Regions from separate parts of the Anas platyrhynchos genome. Here region 2 is linked to region 1. The links are chromatin contacts, called in public Hi-C maps. All regions are on one chromosome and are shown on one strand. Each heading gives the region's core, a stretch centred on a gene start, on an enhancer-like site or on the middle of the called end of the contact. The rest is flanking DNA. Distances are from core to core; before and after follow the strand shown.

Region 1 (6,712 bases), core at 1,319-3,818:
GTGTTATTGCCATGGTAAGTCAGTGATGTGGCAGGGACACAGCAGGCATAGCCCATAAAACTGTCATCATTTATTTCCTGAATTTTCCAAATGGTAAAATCCCTTTCAATTTTACAGCATTCTCCCTGCGTTCGTGACTTGAAGTTGTTTAGGTGCAAGATCATACCCACGTCAGCTCTAATTTTAAAGTGGGTATCCAGTTGTTTCTACCAACTTTACAGATACTTTTCTACTAGGGAATTCCTTAGACAAAAGCATTAAAAATTAAAAGATATACAGAGAAAAGAAAAAAGGCTGAAAATATGTCTCAGGCAATTAAATAACATTACTCATTTATTTTCCAACTCATCTCTCCAGGCAGTGTTGATGTATTTCTCAGGGCATCTTCCCCTTGCCCGTTCCTCTCAAGAGCATGACTTTCAGAAAGTTCCTAATTTTAATCACGTCCTGCAATGAAGCTCCGAATAGAAAATTAGAAGCAGTACAAGAGACAATGTCACTGAAGAGTGACAACCTTGAAAGACTTTGCTCTATATTTCATGAGATGTTAGGGCTGGCGTCTCTGAACCTGTGTAGCCCTTGTACATCGAGCTCATGGTTACCAAAGAAACTAGCCTTCAACACATAGCCCAAAAAGTCTTCTTGTGCATCCTTATGGACTTCACAAGGTAGACATGCACTGAGCTACTTCATTATCCAATGCCAGTGTTCCTGGGGGTCCCTGAGCTTCCTGGACTGCCCCATGTCAGCTCTGTCTGCATGGACTCCTGCCTCAGGAGGCTCCAGAGCAGCTGTTGTAGGATCTTCAAGTCCTCCATCAGTAGGACCTTCAGGTCCTCCATGGCCAACGACAGAGGTTCCTGGAGAGGATGAATACTGGTAGTGTGGATGTGTCCCCTTGTTTCCCTGAAATACCACACATCTCTGCAGATGTCGTGGTTATGTCTGTCTTTCCTTGAGGTGTTGAGTGCCATGAGGCTGCAGTGGTGGGCTTCTTCCTCGACATCTCTCCAGGAATGAAAGGCAGAAGCCCATGTCTCCTGCTCCTGCATGGTGCAGCAGTCAGCAAGGACCAGAGCCATCCTTGGCCACCACATCATGAAAAAGGGGATGGAAGCAGAGGATAGAGGTGTGAGGCTGGAGCTGGGCTGGTCGTTGCTGTTGGCAGGCCCATCACTAGAGGGAGACCAAGATCTACCCTATGGCTGGTGGGTGTTCACCTCTGGCTGGAAAACAGGAAAGATAATCAGTAACATAGCATTTTCCTCTTTATTTGCCAAAAAATATTTGGGGTCCAGATCAGGGAGACAGTTTGATGTGATTACTACATCATGCAGTATAGCCTGTATGGATGCTGCATCATGTCCTCAGGATCTCCTTGATCTCCTCCCAGTTTAACACCGTGGCCCTGGTTCATGTTCTTAGCAAGCAATACCACTTGTCTGCTTTTATTACATGACTGAAAGAGGATTTGGTCGGTCTCTGTGGAGAAATGTCTACATCTGAATCACATCCATTAGGCTTCAGATACCAGCTGGGGCTTTGCCACTCGGAAAACTATTGTTGCTGTGCTTTTATGCTTTGAACCAAACAAAAATCAGAATTGATATATTAGGCTTGGAGCTGCCCTCTGCTCCTCATGATGGCCAAAATGGGATGTGCTCTGAAGGTTAATCTTGGTTTTGTCCCTGTGTGTGCCAGGAGAGGAGACTACCAAAACGTGTGGGACAGAGCTGGGGTGGCTCTGCCACTGCTGGTGCCTTGGGGTTGGTCCAGGAGGACAGCAGAGGTGTCCGTGCCAGGCTCTTCCCGCACCATAAACCTTGCTGTCACACCCAAATGAGACATGGTCATGCAAAGACTAATTGCAGTGTGAGTCCAGTGTGTCATAGCAGGATAACCACACCTGTGCAACAGGTGACACGAGCTCCACGTTTCAGGAACAACAAGCACGTAGGGAAGGAGCTCAGACAAAATCTTCTAGCAGATAGTCAGTTTCCTTTCTGAAACGAAGTACTATTTTTGGAAGAGAAAGGGTACATACATTAGCTAGTAAACCCCCTACATCTATTCTAACTTGCATGACACTCTGGTGGTTGAAGTTTCTTACCAAAGCCTTCAAGCTTCTTTGTCTAATTCATGGTGCACTTGTAATTTCTGGCCCCTTCTTGGAGCATGCACGTGAACTGATTTATTTTTTTTTTGCGGCTGGTGTTTGCTGGGTGCTCGTGGCCCCTCCGCCTCATCACTCCTCGGGGAGCAGCAGCTGCAGAAATATTTGCAGTGCAACCTGATGAGGCTCATAAAACACTGCGAGTGCAAACACGATCAGATTTACAGAGCCGCATGTGTCCCACAGCCACCGGGGGCTGCTGTCGATGGAGACGGTGACAGCCACCATTTGTCACTTGGTAAAAGGGCACAGCTCGCCTCACAGACCAGCCCTTGCTTTTATGCAGCCCTGGGTATTCATCCTGTGGGGATGCAGCCAGGCTGAGCCTGCTGGAGAGGTGCCACCAAGCTTTGCTGCCCTTGGTCTGGGCAGGGAAACAGCAGAGGAGGGTGTGGGGTTAGGAGGGTTTGTGCCAGAGGTGGAGACAGTTAGAGATGTATTAGCTTTTGCATCAGATTTCAGCATTGCAGCTGGCCTCTGCTTTCCCAAACGCAGCCCCTGCTGCCTCCCAAACCTGACTTTCTGATTTTAAAAGGCTGCTGCTTGTGCCATGGGTGTGCCACACTCACAGCTCCATCCCTCTGTAAGATCTCCTTCCATGCAAGGCCAGAGGGGGGCTTCTTGCTTGCAGCCAACCACCACGAATTCTTGCTTTCTTTGTGCAAGTGAGCTCAGTCAGAGAGCTGCTGGATACTTGTGCCCGTCACTTTTTCACATTTTGGCCATTTTTTTTTTTATTATTATTATTTTTTCCCTACTGCACCTGGCCATGCCTGACAGATAGAAGACACCCAGAAGCCTTCTGCACACACCCTGCACAGGTACAGATGTCTTCTGCACATCGAGAGAACCATCCCAATGCCACCCTTCACGTGCATGAAAATAAAAGTGTTGGCCTGCTAATCAATTCACTGTGCAGAGTAATTAGGAGAGGGTTCAAAGCAAAGAATAGAGAATGAGGGGTTAGAATAGAATGGAAGGGTGAGAACAGAGAATTAATTCCTTGCACCGTGTTTTTAAAACGCTTGCTACAAATCACGCTCTTTCCAGGCCCCAACAAAACCTAATCAGCAGTTAATCTTCTCGCAAGATAACTTCATCAGCCAAAGCAACTCATGATAGATTTATTTAACCATGGTATTAGTTCATCAAATCACAGCCTCATTATAGGCTAATCTCCTCTCTAGCCCCAGAAGGAGTCACGGACGTGACAACCCATCTCCTTCTAGCCCCAATGCCATAGCTGGGTCTGTGGATCTGGAGGAAAAACAAGGTTTTGCTTGGTCTCAGCCTGAGTCTCGTGTGTTGGATCCGGGAGGGGTTTCCACAATCTGGGAAAGATCCAAAACACTGGACATTGAATCCGGGAGGCATGAGAGTGCAGTCCTGATACAAGACTTTTAAACAAATCAAAGGGATTATGAAATGTATTAATGAAGAAAAAACACAAGGAGCAATTCATGATGAGACGGGAGCCAGTCCATGGTCAGCTCGGCTGCTGTAGCTGTGTCACAGCTCACCACAAAAAGCTTGTTTTTGTCTCCATCTGCTGCCACGTCTGGCTTTTCTGGCTCTTTAAAGAAGTCCAGGAAGTGTCAGGTCACTTGTTTTGGAGGCTCAGCATCACTTTAGAGCCACACTGCTGGCATACGTGGACAACACTTTTCTTGGAAATGTAAGGTATTGCTTAAAATAAATGGCAGGCTGATAATAACATGGTCCTCCACAGATCTCACTAAGCAATAATTCCCAGAGATTTCCAGATCTGGAAGGTTTCAGCTGGGAACAGCCCTTTCAATTTAAGCCGTCACGTTGTTAACCTCAGCAAAATTGCACAAGCAGCTGATGGAGCAGTTCCGCAGTGCTGTCAGCCAAAGCCAGAGCTCTGAACATGCCTAGTTCGGAACAATAACAAAATAAAATAAAATAAAATAAAATAAAATAAAATAAAATAAAATAAAATAAAATAAAATAAAATAAAATAAATAATAATAATAATAATAATAATAATAATAATAATAATAATAATAATAATAATAAGAGAAAAAAAAACTGTGTTGAAGCCACCTAAATACTGCAGTGGTCTGCCAGCAGAATGGTCCACAAGGATAAAACTTCTTGGCTGCTTTAAAATAAAAGTATACTCCACCAGTGTGGTTCACCACATTTTGAAGTCTACAAGAGCACTGCTGCTTTGTGTAGCAGGGAAATGAGGATGAGGAGCCGTGGCCGAAGCAGCCCAGGAGCGGTGCTGTTTGCCTGCCTCCCATTGCAGGCTTGGCAAGAAGCTGGTGACTGCAGCCAGCTGTCCTTGAATATCATTCCAGAGAAAAGGATGTCCTTAAACACCAGAAAGCCATTCTGCAAATTCTCCTTGGGTATATCTGCTCATGTTTTGGCTCCACCAAAATTCATCCTCAGCCTGGTCAACCACACATGCCATCCTTGCCCTGCTGCCCCACCATGGTGCTCCCAGCAAAATCATGCATCCAGCTCTTGGAGGCGTCCATCCTAACCCCTTTTCAGCCAGGCTAAGGTGAGATGCTCTGAGAATCCCCCTCTGGCCTGACTACATCTCTCTGTGGGCATCAAGAAGAAACAAGAAGCTTTACAGAACTGGGGTAGGCTCAGACTCCAGGTGAAGAAGCCCAAGTTTATGTGCCAGTACTGCCTCGAGTCAGTGGTCTCTGGAGAGCCTTTCAGTCCCCCACAAAGCAAGCAAACACCTACACTGCTCTGCTGACGTGTTCCACTGATGGGAACTGCAGCCCAGACTCCCACGTCACGTGGAGATGCCTACGTGGTGACACCTCATCGTGGGTGTTTCCTTTGGGATGCCGAGTCCCTCCCTGGAGGGCAAAGAAGGATTTATGGGGTTGCAGCCACCCCGCAGGAGATCTGACCTCGGAGCCACACACAGATTGTGGTTATCGTGGAGGGCAGACACCGAGCACTGACATTTTCAGGACTAGGGTCTATTGAGTTTGGGCTTGAAGAGGGCATTAAGACCAACCCAAAATGCAGCTGGGAAAGGAAAAAAAAAAAAAAGACAGGATTTTGCTGTAAGTGACCACCACTATTTGTCACTTTTCATAAGAAGATTCGATATTTCTGGCTCTGCAGCTCCAAATCCTTGCCTAATACCAAGTTATAACCTCAAATCAAAGGCAGAAAGGTCTGAAGACAAAATTTAATGATGAGGCAGCTTGGCGAGGGGGGACGGCTGATCGAGATGAACATTGTGAAAGCCGGCAGCTCACCATCAGAGCCAACCCTACAGCAAACAGACCACAAGCCCCAGATTGTCAAGAAAGTTTGTGCCTTGAGACCAAGTTGGTATTGAGATGGTAGGTGATGTGTGTGGGGAGAACATGAGGATTTGCAGTTTCGCTTGGAAGAAGCAAAGGAATGAGAAGGCAGCAGGGAAATGGAAGTGACTGCAGAGGAACCTGGTGCTTTGCCCTACCCGTTGGGGAAGGTCTTAGCACTGCAGGTGGGAGATGTGGCCATCGCAGCACGCTGTGGGATGGGAGGCAGACGGCAGCACAGCATCCTCCTGGGTGCCTCAGGTTTGTGGGCTGGGCAGGATTCAACCCAGCACGGTGAGCCACGGGCTCCCCTGGGCAACAACACCACGTTTCTTCTGTAGCACAGCTGCGGATATTGCATATCAGAGCTGTCATCGCCTTGTCCTCACCGATGGCGCTTTGAGCAAGGCTCGTGCTGGGTTAGAGCATTGTTACTTAGCAACTTCAGCCCGCTCTGTAAATGAAGTGGCGTGGAGGGCTCTTCTGCAAGGGGAGGAGAGCAGTATTTGAGGTAGGCTCTGCCCCTCTGCTCTTACCGAGGCATTTGGTGAAGCTGTTTCTTTGTACTTTTTCATCTGCATGTCACTTTTTCCTAATCTTAGACCACAAGCTTTTGGCAAATTCTACCACCTCTACACACAGCAAGAACTACAAAGTCCGTGTGTTAGACAGAGGCTCCAATGTACTTTGATAATGATGTGAGTGAATAACAATAAAGTTGTTAATTAAGCCCCATGCATTTTGTGTGTGAATACACAGATATCTGTAAAACAACAGTTATGGGCTCAAAAGAACAAAAACTGTGAAATTCATGTCTTGTTGGAGTCTGTTAATTACTGTATCAGTAGGGCCAGGCAGGCCCTGGAGTCGTGGGGTTAAGAAAATGAATGGCCCTGGATGATATTTTGTACTCTACCACAATTTGTCATAAATTCAAATGGAAAAATTAACCTTGAGTGTATAAGAGTTCCTCAGACAAAGATTCCACTTCCATCTTGGTCCAGGGTAAGGAGCTGCTCTCTGTTCCTTGTCCTGGCAGATGGGAGCCTCTGCAGCAAGCAGAGCTGTGAGGGGATGGAGGCAGCCCTCTATGGGCCTCAGGTCTGAACGTGGGACAGCAGACATTGTGAGCGTGGCACCACTGGGGAGCAAACAGCCCGTCTTCATGGGACAGGAGGAGCTGCTGCCCCACTCATGAGGTCTGGTGGAACTGAGACCTCATGAAGCCGTT
Region 2 (6,712 bases), core at 2,946-5,445, 140 kb before region 1:
AATCGGTTACAATAACATTTCAGCACCTTCCTCGTGCAGATCTAACTGCTGGGTAACCCTGGGGTGTTTGCCTTCAGCCTGGACCAGGACCCGGTGCAGCTACTGGGGAAAGGGGCAGCAATATAAATGGTGCTGGATGTGACCCTTGTTGGGTCCCGACCCGGCCTGGGTTTATTTATTTAAGCTTTCCCAGCACAGCTTTGAAACCCCTGCTGCTTCCCAGGTATTAAACCCCAACAGCTGTGCAGATGGACGCAGCCCCCATTCCCCCAGGTGAGGCTCCTCAAATCACTGGAACAACTTTCAGAGCAAACCCACATCACCCAAGATATTGTGGATTAGTAAAACCCACCCCAGAGTGAAGGCACAGCCAGAGAGCACGGGCTGGGATCCTGGTGATGGAGAGGAGGGCAGGGAGGTGATGTGCCCTCCGTTGGCTGCTATCACTGATGGCTGACATAAGCAGGCATATCTGGAGGCCATCTGGTGCAATCCCACAGCCTTCAAAGCACCTCATGCTTTTGGAAGAAGATCCCACCACAGGTGTCACCCAAACTGGAAGGGGATGGGTGGGTGGCCCCGGGGTTAAAGTTTCCAAGCAGAAATAAAGCAGAGATGCAAGAGTAGGAGAGTAAGAAGGAGACAGCCCCGGGGTGTCAAGGGAGCAGGCACTTTCCCCTGACCTGCAGCTGCCCAGCAAAGCTCAGGTGGCTGGAAGGGAAATGGATCTTCGTACTGCTGCATGTGCATCCCTCCCAGGAGCGAGGGATGGGGCAGGAAGAGGGAGTCACATCCACCAGGTTTTTAGTGGCACACTGCAAAGCGCTCCAGTGCTGTAGAGATTACAGCCTTGAAGCATGGGAAGAGCTGAGAATAACCTTTGTGTCTGTGTGTGTAAAACGTTACAAAAATAGAAAAATGAAAAGAAACAAGAAAAAAGCAGCAGCAAACAAGTCCAAGGTAATGCTGGCCATTACATGTGATTTCAAAGGCTGAATTTCTGACTTGTTTTAAACCAAGGTTGAGTCTCTTTCAGACTTACTGCTTAGATTACAGTCTTGCTCTGAAAGGGAATATATCTACCTCTCCGTGCCAGCGACGAAAAATGTTGCTATTCACATCTCATTGGAGGTGCTAGAAGAAAGTAAGCGCTGCCTGTAAATAAGCTGCCTCAATAATTAATTGCCAGCACAGGCAGCACAATAGAAAAGCTCCAGAAATAAGTTACTGCAAACACAATTTCAGACTAACAGTGCATGAATAGCTTTTGAAAAAGCCTCCAAAAAAAACAGACCTTGAGTTTTGGAGAGAGGTAAAACACCACCAATCAACCTGTCTCTGCTGTTCTCAACGGGAGGCCTCAGCCTAATCGACATCAGGTGGGGCAGCATGCAGCCCAGAAAGGAACCCTCATTGGCCCCCATAAAGGAAATACAAAGGGACAAAAAAGAAAAAAAAAAAAAAAGGCTGAAAGTAGCAGGGGTGTGAGTTGGGGCATGGTGAAAGAGAGTGGAGAAGATGGGGATGGGAATGGGTGGATGGATGGGTGGAGAGATTGGATGGATGGATGGATGGATGGATGGATGGATGGATGGATGGATGGATGGATGGATGGATGGATGGATGGATAAGGTCTGTGAACATGGTCAGTGATAAAAACCCAGGTACAGAGATAGCAGACACATGACAACCACAAGAATCTTCTGCTCAAGGAAGCTTCATCCAGCAGCAATGGGAAGAAGAATGACCAAGGATGGTTAGATCTCTTTGGCTCCTGCCACGAAGCATGGATGTTGGCTGGACCCTCCCCTGGAAAATGCCAAGTATGGGATGTGTAGAGGTCGAAACATTTTGATGTGACTGGGGTGCCACAGGCTTGGCCTTGCCAGAGGGACACCTTGATGGTCAATCCCTCAACCCATGCAACCACGGGTTGTATCGCATGCTGTTGGGAGAGCAGACAGGCAAGGGCTGAGGGTGCACTTGGTGCAGACTTTACCCAGGACGAGGCACCGGCATGGTTACGTACGTGCCTATGTGCATGCACATGACACAGCAGCCAGACTCTTTAAAAAGAGGTAAAAGAGGGAAGGAGACCTTTTAGGCCAATTCAAAGCTCACTTGAAGATATCATTAGCAAGTAGGAGAGGGGTGGCACTGAAAGGAAGCAAGAAGGAGAGATTATAAACAGGAAAGGAAGAGAAAAAATATGCATCCAAGTGAAATTTATAATTCCCATGTAAATGAAAGAAGTAATGATGCACATCAGACTAATGAAATTATCCTGCAGACTGACTACTAGCTAATGAAATTGCTTACTTAGCATACAGTAACTGAGCTGCAACTGGCATTGCACTGCGCTCGTGCGAGACAAAACTCTTCCCATCAGTAGCGAGAAAAATGCCACTGGGTAGAGCAAGACAGCTTTGTTTTACCCCAAACCCAGCACACAGTGCAGCCAGGACATGCCAGGCATGGGGTCAGCACAGGAGGGCTCGGCTGGGGGCTGTGTGTTGACAGCTCCACTCGTGGGTGCTGGAGCACAGAATTCAAATCCTGTGTCTTCTGGTTCGTGGGTGGGTGGCCAGGAGGAATATGGTGTGGTTGGAGCTTCATTAATTAGCAGTTGTGTGGGAGGCAGTGGAGCTGTGTCTGGAGACAGCTCTCCACAACTGTATACTACGAGCTCCAGGGCAAGACCGACAGCACTCTGCCAGAGCGCCTTTCTTACCCTTACAGCATGACGGGCTCCAGACAAGAAGTCAAAATGCTTCAGGTTTTGAACAGTTACAACTGATTTTTCTTTATATATTTTTTTTTCTTTGTTTTCTTTTTCTTCTCTTTCTTCTTCTTTTTCCCTTTTTCTTTTTTTTTTTTCCTTTCTCCTTCTCTCCTTCTCCTTCTCCTTCTCCTTCTCCTTCTCTTTCTCTTTCTTTTCCTTTTCCTTTTTCTTTTTTTTTTTTTTTTTTTTTCTCTAGGAAACACAGAAATCAGAGCTCTGCCTCATCTGCAGGAGACTTCCCAATGTTCTAAGCCTGGAAAGGAGGTGGGTAGGAGTTGGCCATGCTGGAAACCCCAAGAATGAAGGGGGCAGAAAGACATACCCAAGCTCTCCAAAGAGCAGCCCTCCAACTAAAATTACCACTTTTAGGAGAGGATTAGAGGTTAATGGATGAAAAAAAATGCCTAGACAGGAGCTGTCAGCTGCTGCTATGGCAGGCCATCCTCCTTCACTGCCTTCAGCTCATTCTTAAGGAGCTTTGGGGAGCTTGGTGCTGCCACAACATTGAAGATCAGCCTTAGATACATGCTGAATCACACCGAGTGCTTCACTTGAAAGCAAAGCACCCTCTAGATTTAAGAGACAGTAGGGATTTGATTACTTTAGATTAAATTTTATTTAAATAATAGACTAGAATAACTAGTAGAATAGTTAATAATAATAGTTACTAAAATATGCAATTCTTATAAATACTTAAAGCTTTAAACTATGCAAGTTTATCACTGATTTTTGGACATTTTTTTTTTTTTCTTTTTTGCTGTCTTTTACAGCAAAATTGTACACAACCAGAAAATTTGACTGAAGAGCTCTCCATCAGAAATTTTATCCTTCTGCATTAGGATTCAAGATAAAACACTCAGCAAAGTTCAGCTTGGTCTGCAGCCCAGTGAAAAGACATGAGACAAGTGCAGGCTCTCTGGAAATCCCACCACACACCTCCCCAGAAGACAGAAGATAACTTGCAGGGGGGATCTTTGCAGCAGGGTGCAGATGCTTCACCTGCAGAGCCATGGCCAAAGGCATGGCATCCCACTTTCCCAGGTAGATCCTTATGTCTGTCCACATGTGCTGCCTAAAAAGCCCTTTTTTAACCCCAAAGCAATCACTTCTGTGTCACACTGCAGAATAACCACCCTCATACCCATAGGAACCACTAAAGGGCTCTGGGACAAAAGCCACATCACCAAACTGAAAGGCTTTGCGAAGTGAAGCTTTGCAGAGCCAGAAAAAGAGCCTCCTCCTCCCCCAGATCAATGTTCCTTCATCCCACCTCTTCAAGGTCAGCTAAAGTTTTTCAAGAGGCATTTGCCAAGGGTTGGGCAGCGTTAGCACACCCCGTTCCTCCAAGGCCCAGCACTCTGTAACCTTCAGCCTGCCTTCATGTCGGATCCCCTGCCCCGATCCTATTATCGCTGCTCACTGGGGAGACCGGCTAGGTTTGAAGGAAGCCAGGTCTCACAGCTTGTCAGCTCTGAAATATGTTGCCTGAGGCTGCCCGGGCTCTTGCTATTCCTCTTTCAGTATGTGGGCTCAGGCAGCCTGCAGCTTTCCCCCTCTTTGCTGCGCAGATGAATTTCTCTTTTGACCACTGCCATTTAAAATGTGGGAGCTCTGTGCTGTCGGACACGTGCAGCCTTTAGCCTTACAAAACACAGCCTCGGGGGGACACAGGTCAGAGCTGTGGGTGGTCACTGTGCCTAAATGCAGCCATGCAGCAAAGCAAGGAATTGGGGATGGGCCCAATCCAGGCAATGGTGCCCCAGGCAGCAGCCCTGGGAGTGTTTCTGACCCCCGTATCCAGAGCTCTCCGGAGGGATGTGGGTGCTACACCCACTCCAGCTTGGTCACAGGCTCAAGGACAAGACACTTTTGCCCACCAAGCAGTGTTTTCCCACCTTCAGCAGTGTTGAACTAAGTGAAATCAAAACCCTCAGGCTGCAGTGCTAGCTTCTAGCTGGTTGGCAAAAGGCTCCTGTGACCATCGTGGTGCTGGGAGACCCAGGCGAGGCGCAGGACTTGCCAGAAGTTGCTTCATTCCAGGTTTGCTGCATTTCCCTGCAGCAAAAACAGAGCTTTGCCTTGCATACCCCAGCTGAGAAACACCCCTTTTATAGAGAATTCTTAGGACAAGAGGAATGGCTTCAAGCTCAATGGCTATGTCCCTCCCAGTTGCTTTAAAACCACATCCAAAGGGGATGTGTGGCACCATGCTGGCTTTGTGATCACTTGGCCATCAGAGCAGAGCCTGCAGAGCCTGGTGACACCTTTGGGAGTGCTCAAGATCCTGCAGGAGCAGGGCACCATGGGGGCTGCAGGCCAGAAATCACACAGGTTTTGCATCTTCCTTCTTCTCCTGTGGGGCCAGGGGACGTGTGAAGCTGAAGTCCGGCCACAGATGCTCTGTGTCCACCAGGAGTGAGCTGGTGGAAGCAAAGCAGGAATTGCGATCTTACTGGCCATGTGGCCCTGAAAAACTTCCCAACTCCCCCAGATGGCATTTCTGGCCCAAGCTGATGCAAACTATTCCTTGCTTGAGCTCAGGTGAGGATCCAAGCAAAAGTTCTCCCCTTCCGAGACCATCCAGGGACTGACTGTTCCCTGCCTCCTCTCCTGGTTTGGAGATGTATCTCCTTACTAAGCTTGGCACTTAATTTGGTAATTCACTTATTTTTATTTTTTTTTTAATATACATGAAAAACATAAAAACATAATTAGATCAGAAATAAATTTTTAAGCCCATTAGAAGGAGAAGGAAATTGGGATGTGCTTTTACTGCAAGACTTATGGGAACCGTTCTCTGTAAATGCACCTGGCAGATTTCTTTCTGCCCTCTTCTCTTTGCTAGCCCTGACAAATTCCAGCCCTCTGGGCAGTGTTAGTGGAGAGCTGTCCCAAGGACACCAAGGGACAAGTTGAAAACAGGCACTTGCACAATCTGGGATCTTTAAATGTCCTCAGGGACAGACGAAGCCTTCACAGCACACCTGTGAAGTTACACATGGGAAAGTCCCTGGAAAGCAGGTGTGCCTCATTCTGTTCCAGAAACCCTTTCCTTCTGCCAGAGTGAGCAGAGAGGAGATGAGCTTTCACCTGGGTAAATCCCACCACCTTGGAAACCAATAGTAAGGCACTGGTGACACTGGGCCTTGAGTTCAGTTTGGGATTTGGGGTTTAGCTTTGGGTTCAGATGATGGTGTTCCCTTGAAGAACCACCAGGAAGGCTGGCAGGGAGGGTGAGAGGTTCCAGCACGGCATACAATGGGGATGGGGACGGGCTCGGATCCCCAGGACCTTGCTCCAAACGTGCTTGGGTGCCCCGAAGGCTTGAAGGGCACGGCGACTTCCCTGAATGGTGCCTGGGCAAAATCCTAAATAGAAACATTCTCAGTGGGTGGGTGGAAGCATTAGTGGGATTTTTTTATTATTTATTAATTATTAAATATTATTGTCATTAATATTATTTAATTTATATTATTGATACAGTTATTTTTAATTTTTGATTTAAATTGGGCTTGTGGTCTTGTGTTCGCTAATGGAGGGCGGCAGGTGGCAGCAGAGGCCGCGAGGAGAGGGGCAGCGGCTCGACGAGCTGCTGGCTGTCCCCATAGCTGTCCCCACAGCTGTCCCCTGGGGACACGCGTGGCTACTGGCCTCCACCCCACACAAGGGGGGTCCCCAGGTCGGCACAAAGCCTCCCTCAAAGGTTTAACACGAAGCACAGAGTGTTTTGGGTTGGCAGGGGCCTTAAAGATCATCTAATCCCAACCCCTGTGAAGGGCAGGGACCCCTCCCAGCAGCCCAGGCTGCCCCCAGCCCCATCCAGCCTGGCCTTGGGCACCGCCAGGGATGGGGCAGCCACAGCTCCTCTGGGCAGACTGGGACAGGCCTCACCTCCCTCTGAGTGAAGAATTTCTTCCTCATATCTAATCT

The links. Hi-C and Micro-C count contacts between places; a contact is called where the count stands out from the background.
Region 2: a Hi-C map of subcutaneous adipose tissue shows a contact between it and region 1, with 1.5 times the contacts expected there. The contact joins two enhancer-like sites. A contact is called at or near these places in 3 of 8 Hi-C or Micro-C datasets (F1 follicle, skeletal muscle and subcutaneous adipose tissue).

What each region holds. Positions count from the first base shown.
Region 1 is chr2:151,355,712-151,362,423 of IASCAAS_PekinDuck_T2T, reverse strand. No RefSeq gene overlaps it. Among named protein-coding and RNA genes, the nearest start is that of INSIG1, 40 kb to the right of the region's middle. Within about 2 kb of position 2,568, at least 1 of the 8 cell types and tissues checked has an H3K27ac peak or open chromatin away from gene starts, as enhancers often do.
Region 2 is chr2:151,499,599-151,506,310 of IASCAAS_PekinDuck_T2T, reverse strand. No RefSeq gene overlaps it. Among named protein-coding and RNA genes, the nearest start is that of PAXIP1, 49 kb to the right of the region's middle. Within about 2 kb of position 4,195, at least 2 of the 8 cell types and tissues checked have an H3K27ac peak or open chromatin away from gene starts, as enhancers often do.